2 separate regions of the Astyanax mexicanus genome follow, and region 1 is linked to region 2. Evidence: chromatin contacts called from public Hi-C data. All regions are on one chromosome and are shown on one strand. Each heading gives the region's core, a stretch centred on a gene start, on an enhancer-like site or on the middle of the called end of the contact. The rest is flanking DNA. Distances are from core to core; before and after follow the strand shown.

Region 1 (3,316 bases), core at 110-2,609, 160 kb after region 2:
CAACACTGGTTATGAATGATTTGGATATTCATCACAAAAACCATTAAAATGAGGACAAATGTGCTATCAGTGATTCTTCTAGGAATTACCATGTCAGTTTTCACTTCTTTCAGCTAAGAACGGAAAGCTTAGGCTGCAGTTGGCACAGGCATACCAGCACTGAACAGCTGAATAGTAGAAAAGCGTAGCCTGGTCTGATAGATCTTGATCTAAATCTTGATTTCTTATGAAGCTTAAAGATGCTAGGGTCAGGATTTGATGGACTAAACCTGCCTGTATCAATAGTTTAGGCTGGGGGAGGCTGGGGAAGGTTTTGAGCCTGACAGTACACTTCTAATATGATAATTCACGTAGGGTGGCGGTGAACCTTCCTAAAAGGGGTAAAAACTATAGTTTAGGGGGGTCAAAATATTTATATATATATATATATATATATATATATATATATATATATATATATATATATATCCTTCTTACCTATAATGTTAAACATTACAATACATTTACAGTATCCATCCCCCTTCACAGACGATGCCACAACACCAGGAGGGTGAACACTAGCACATGCCTCTTCCGATACATGTGAAGTCAGCCACCGCCTCTTTCCAAACTGCTGCTGATGCAGCATCACCGACTCGGTGACGCATGAGCGACTCGGTTCCGATACATTGGCTCACAGATTCCTGGTGCTGATTGACATCACTCTCTGAGTGATAAGGGGAAAGAGTGCCATCTATCCACCCAGAAAGAGCAAGGACAATAGTGCTCTCTCAGGGCTCCGACAGCTGATGGCAAGCTGCATGACTAAGATTCGAACTAGCGTTAGTGGCAGCGCTTTAGACCACTGGGCAACTCAGTGCCCCCAGAATAAAAAAAAAATTCTGGAATATGAAGTAAATTATTTTTTGGGCAAGATTTTTGGGTGGCCTAGACCTTTAACGTAACAGGTACAGGCCTAAATTGTGTATTGTGTATTGTGTACTGTGTATGATAGCAACCAGTAGCATTCTGTGGTTTGTTTCACATTATCTGGTGTAATGGATTTACCATTTATCTATTGCAGACTTTACATTGTGGCATGTGGTTTTGCATTGTCTGTTGAAATATGTACTGTATGGACGTTCTTCTTTGAACTCAGCATATGTTGCTGTAAGATCTCAACATACTTCTCTGTTTTAAGAGGCATTTGGGGGAATGTGTGGGTGGATATGCAGTTTGTCCATCTGTCTGTTTGAGTCGATAAGCTTCTTGTGTCTCTATAAAGCCAAAAACCCCGACACATGTCTGATAATGGGCTTGAAATAACCTTCTACTTGTGATTCAGCACACTCCTCTGATTGGTTTGCAGTAGGGGGGCTCATTTCCCACAGCCGCTGCTGCCGTTGGCCATTTGTCTTAGCTGCCATACTGCCACCTTAACACACCCCCTGCTTTATATATGGGCATTAGAAGCATAAAGCAACTGTAAAATGTTCTCTGTGGTCTGGAATTAGACTCCAGCTTTACACCACATGACCAAAATGGATTTGACACTTTCATTAATCTGCTCTGATTTGAGGTCAGTGGCACCAGCTTGGCTCATGCAGTGAAATAGGATCAAACGGAAAAAGGCCACAAACCGGGTCTCACTGCTGTAACATCTGAATGAACCCGAAAGGGCACAGCGGGACAAATCAATAAGATACAGGGTGAAGGTTTTTCAGCTGCTCTGTTTACAGAGCAATGGTCAGAAATACATGATTTAGAGATGTTAAAACCGCACCTACAGCAAATACTGAGATACAACACTGCCACCGTGTGGACTGGGGGTGTATAACATGTGTTTTAACTATTGCAACCAGTGCACTTTTTAAATAAAGTTGGACACACCCAAACCTAAACTAATAAAAAAACAAATAAATACTGTATACACTTATAAATAACTTATGAACAAAAAAATCACCTGTATTGTGATAGTTTGCAACGTACATATTCATGGAAAATTATAGTTTGAAATTAAAAGCTTTAATGCACTTTATGTATGTAGGCTATTACTTTAAATATTTTCTTAAATTAAAGTCACTCTTTATATTGTTCTGTTTTCTGTTTTTTTTTTTTTTTTCATTTCTGCTCCATTGTTACTATTAAAATAATTTAAAAGCTGCTACTTGCAGCCAAACACTGTAAAAATAAAAAAGAGCTCATTCTTAATCTTAGCCAATTAAAATACATATATCTAAAGTACTGTTTATTTATGCAGTTACTGAATAATAAAATACCATGATTTAATTTATAGCAGCTACTGATCCATTTACAGTAGTTACTTAATAATGTACCATAAATAACAAATTATAAATAAGTTACTAATTAATTTACAATAGCTACTAAATGCATTTTCATTAGATACTGATTTTATAATTTATAATATATAATTTAGCAGTAATTTCTTTTACAATATTCTTTATTGTAGCTACTAAAGCTATTTCTAGGTCCGAAAAATGTACAGCAGATATTTATTAATTCATATTGGTTACACCCAGTACCTGTTCAATAATAGCAGTGATCACAGAAAGCAAGAACAATGTTGTAATTGGAAACTATGGAAAATCAAACAATCATTTTAATGTTTAAATGATTCTTTGTCCAGTTAAAATGTTCTTGTCTATGAGGGGAAACCTTGTCTCTGTGTAAAATAACCATTTTAATTTTATAGTGAATCTTACCTGCTCTGTTTTTCTGTGAATTTTCATACTTACACTGAAATGGCTTTGGTTAGATGTTCTGATAAATGCAAAGAATGAAAAAAATAAAATAAAATAACTGGCAAGAAGAAGAGAATACAGTTTTTTTAGGAGAATTTTGAACATTCTTATGACAATGTAAGACATAAAAAGTATGTTTTTTCTTTTGGAGATCAGAATGCTAATTAAATAGTTCTACTTCAATGGTCTCCAATAATACATAAGTATATCTGGAATGTAGTGTTGTAGTTATTGAATCCTGTCTTGCAATCGAGACCAGTATTAAGACCATAAACGAGCAGTCTTGGTCTGGTCTCGAGTCCAATGCTTCCGTCTAAAGTAAAGTGAATTAGAAACTGAACTTTTGTTCTATATATTGATTAATGCTATATGTTAGAAAATATATAATATCGTAACTAATCGTAATAACGAAATGTAAAATCAATTTGACATTTTTCAATTTTTTTTCTTCACCGGGTTATTAAAAGTCTTGACTCATCTGTAGCAGTCTTGACTACAACACTATCAAAAGGCACAAAACTGTAAGCAATTTTCACCCATGTGTAAACTATTTTGTTTGTAGTTAGTCTAAGATC
Region 2 (3,487 bases), core at 477-2,976:
GAGTTCGAGTTTGCCCTGTACACCCTGTGTTTCCTCACCTCTCCCAACGAGCGCGTCAGAGTGTCCTTCAACCTGTATGACGTAGAGATCGTCTGCCACCACTATAACCAGAAGCACATAGGAACCACCTACCCCGTCCTTGTGAAATACCAGGCCGTACAATGAGATTATGGGTCTTTTGTGGAGCCATTGCATTTTATATTTTTATCCAAAGTTTTAAAAAACAATAAATAGACCATTCCTATTTAGTGTCTGTTCTTCTTTAGTATTCTGTCTATTTGTTTAAGCTTTCAAATAAGAGATACATGGATGTTTGCAAATACGTTCACAAAATGTACAGGAGGCATAATAGGAAAGTGCAGCATTTGTACTATTCTGTTGTCTAGAATTTGGGATTTTCTTATTTTTGTGAAACACACGCTTCTAAAGTTACATACGGTGTAAAGTGACATGTTTCCATTTGTCATAAAACTGTATTCAGTTTTTGGTACACAATGATCCTACTGAAGTTCAATTTTATAACTATTTTTAGGGATGAGAAACATATCAGAAACATATCTAAATGTTTATCTTTAGGAACATATTACTTATCTCTACATCCATTTAGATAAAGATGTATTCAAGTTTATTTCTTGCTGAGGAAAAAAGTAAAACTTGATATAATTCCACACAGAACTCCAGACATGTACCGGCAAAATGTTTCTTACCTTTTTTAAAATGAGAAAACATAATTGGAATTCAGTTTTGTGACGCTTCAAACCTCTTACAATATAGAAATCACAGGCTTACCCAAATAAAGTGGAGACAAGTGAACTCACTGTCTTTATATAGACCATAATCTTTAATTAAACAGATATGATGGTTTTAGTCTATCAAAATACTTCTAAATATGCACTATGGTAACACACTGTACCATTGTATCACAAATCCTCAGAACATTGCCCAATCTATTGTCTAGATGCACCAGGTCAGAAGTTAGATTCCAACACCTGTTTTTTTTGTGTGCTTTAGCTCACAATAGTTGACTAGTTTTTATTTGTTTGGTTGTTTTCTTTGGTTTCATTCATGTTCTCTCAGCTTGGGACAAAACTAGCAGTAATGCTGTTGTATGTCTATTTTATCTTTACAGTATTTTAAAAGCTTATACAATTTTTTGAATCTACAAATAAAATAATTAGTTTGAAAAAAAAATTTGAATATTTTTTAAGGTGTATCAAATCAGTTTTGAAGAAGATTTGAAACTTTAGTTCATATCAGTTTATGAGAATATTTAAATCTTTTGCAGCAGTGGTTTGAATCAGTTTTTTTATATTTTAATCTTTTTAAATATGGTTAAATATTTTAAAAAGTAAAGTAATTTGAGTTTAAAGTTTTGAAACTTTAAAAATGAGTTCATTTCGAAAAATATTTAAATCTTTTGAAGAAGCAGTTTGAATGAATTTTTGAATTATTTATATATATTTAAAAGTAGTTTTTTTTTTAGATTTGAATCTTAAAAAATGAGTTTGGATCAGTTTTGAAAAATATTTAAATCTTTAAAAAGGCAAAAACAAAAAAAAGGATTGTTCATATCAGTTTCGGAAAATATTTAAATATTTTAAAATGACTTTGAACCAGTTTCTAAAAACATGCGAATCTTTTTTTTAAGTAGTTAGAATATTTTTTTAAAGAAAAGATTCGAATCAAGTCCTTTGGCTGTGTTTTTCCGGCCGGGTGGCCGTGTGGTGGCGCTGCTGTATTACGGGAAGTAGGTGACCGTGGAGGGGCGGACGCGGATAAGAGCACAGTAAAGTTATATAATTTGGTAGCCTGATCTGCGGGCTGAATTGTTTGTGTTGTGAATATTTTTCTCCGCGTCGTGTCGAGCTTTCCGAGCATGGCGGAATCCAGCGGCCGATATCAGCAGGTGAGTGGCGAACTGTGAAGAGCCAGCCGCTGGATGAGACACCGACTCGGGAGTCACTAGCGGCGTGGAGCAACTTTAGGAAACACCGGGGATTGTGGCTCAGATCGAAGGCCTGTTTGTTTTGGGTCAGGCTATGTGTCCATTTAAAGACACATGGGGAAAGATAGAACGGCTGTCTGTTTTAGTTCGCTGATACAGCTAAAACAGTTTATCTATCCCTCGTTGTTTTCTCAGACAAACGGCAGTGAATTAAGTAAGTTAACTTAACAGTAACCGTAATAAGACTGTTCTTACGGGCCAGAGCCATAGCGAGGAGTTTCCGGTGTGTTTATGTTGTTAGCTAAGCTAGCTTACCAGGTTAGCAAGCTAATGAGCTAACGGCTAGATAGCTTCCGTTAGTCCCATTAGATCAGCCAGTTTAATACACTATGAAGTAGCTTAGTTAAACTTTCTGCTGTGAAACGGAACGCATTTACTTCATTACAGTTTTCTTACAGGTTATTTTTGGTTGTTATTCTGATTTTAAACTGGTTTATTTACCTGACAGAGATGCTCAGCTATCATTCCATTCAGAAACACATCGCTAGAGGTGGCTAACCCACGTCCTCTACACAGCGCGGTGTATTATTAGTTAAATGTTAATTTGCTGCGAGTTTTAGATATTGGGTATAATCTAGGTTATGAATTCTTATGGCAAGATGTTCATATCTTAAAATGACACCAGCTAAAACTACAGGTCCTAACTTAGTACTGTTGTGTTGTTTTTACTAACTAATAGAGTAGAGTTTGTCATGTCGGTTGTCAGCTGTAAAAAACATTACTACTAATCATTATATTAATAAACAGATCTGTGAAGTCATCCTGACTTGTCATAATATCAGCTCCACATATCCTTAATCCTTAATGTAAGGCTGGGACTTTAAACAGATCAATCTGATTAAACGAATAACTGTTTAATCGTATTGATTCTGATGGAGCATTTTTTTTAAGTGACAGTATTTTTTCATATTTTACTCTTTCCCTTAACTAAATATTAAGGAAGTTATGATTGTCTTGTGTTTAATAAGAAAAAAGCAGCATGTCGGGTTGAAGGCATCTGCATACTATTTGTAATTTCTTTTTATTGAATGTAAAGGAAACAATAGCATCACAAAATCACTTAATGGTGATGTCTGTTTACAAATAAAAAATAACATGTAAGAACTAAAAAGTGTAATCATTCATATATTTGAAGAATACCGAGATACAATATCAGATATCAATATATTGTACAATATCAGCCAGCCTTACCATAATGTAATTCCAATTAGCCTTTAAAATGGACGAAACGACCCTAAAATAATATCACAATATTAAAAAAAAAAGAAGATCTAAACATGTCAACAAATTGTTTATCTCTCCCAAGTTGCCCAATGAAGAGGAACCAGAGGAGGCACAACAGGTGGCAAGTGATGCTCCGCCCCCTTACAGCAGCATCGCACCTGAAAATGCAGGTATGAGTCTTTTAATATTCATAGATTTTAGTGAATTTTTACATGGAAAGGTGTGTAATTCAAGCAAGCAAACGGTATCCGTATAGTG

Evidence for each region. A called contact is a pair of places that touch in the nucleus more often than the background predicts.
Region 1: a Hi-C map of muscle shows a contact between it and region 2, with 12 times the contacts expected there. The contact joins the enhancer-like site here to the promoter of ndfip1l in region 2. A contact is called at or near these places in 2 of 3 Hi-C or Micro-C datasets (both in muscle).

What each region holds. Positions count from the first base shown.
Region 1 is chr17:20,681,437-20,684,752 of AstMex3_surface, forward strand. No RefSeq gene overlaps it. Among protein-coding and RNA genes, the nearest start is that of fgf1b, 9.0 kb to the right of the region's middle. Within about 2 kb of position 1,360, the one cell type or tissue checked has an H3K27ac peak away from gene starts, as active enhancers do.
Region 2 is chr17:20,523,376-20,526,862 of AstMex3_surface, forward strand. It overlaps ndfip1l (Nedd4 family interacting protein 1, like), which reads left to right and starts at 1,727. Exons shown (of 9, transcript XM_007247020.4): 1 at 1,727-1,906; 2 at 3,312-3,399. The coding sequence starts at 1,877. endou2 (endonuclease, polyU-specific 2) reads left to right here. Exons shown (of 7, transcript XM_007247022.4): 7 at 1-244. The coding sequence ends at 165.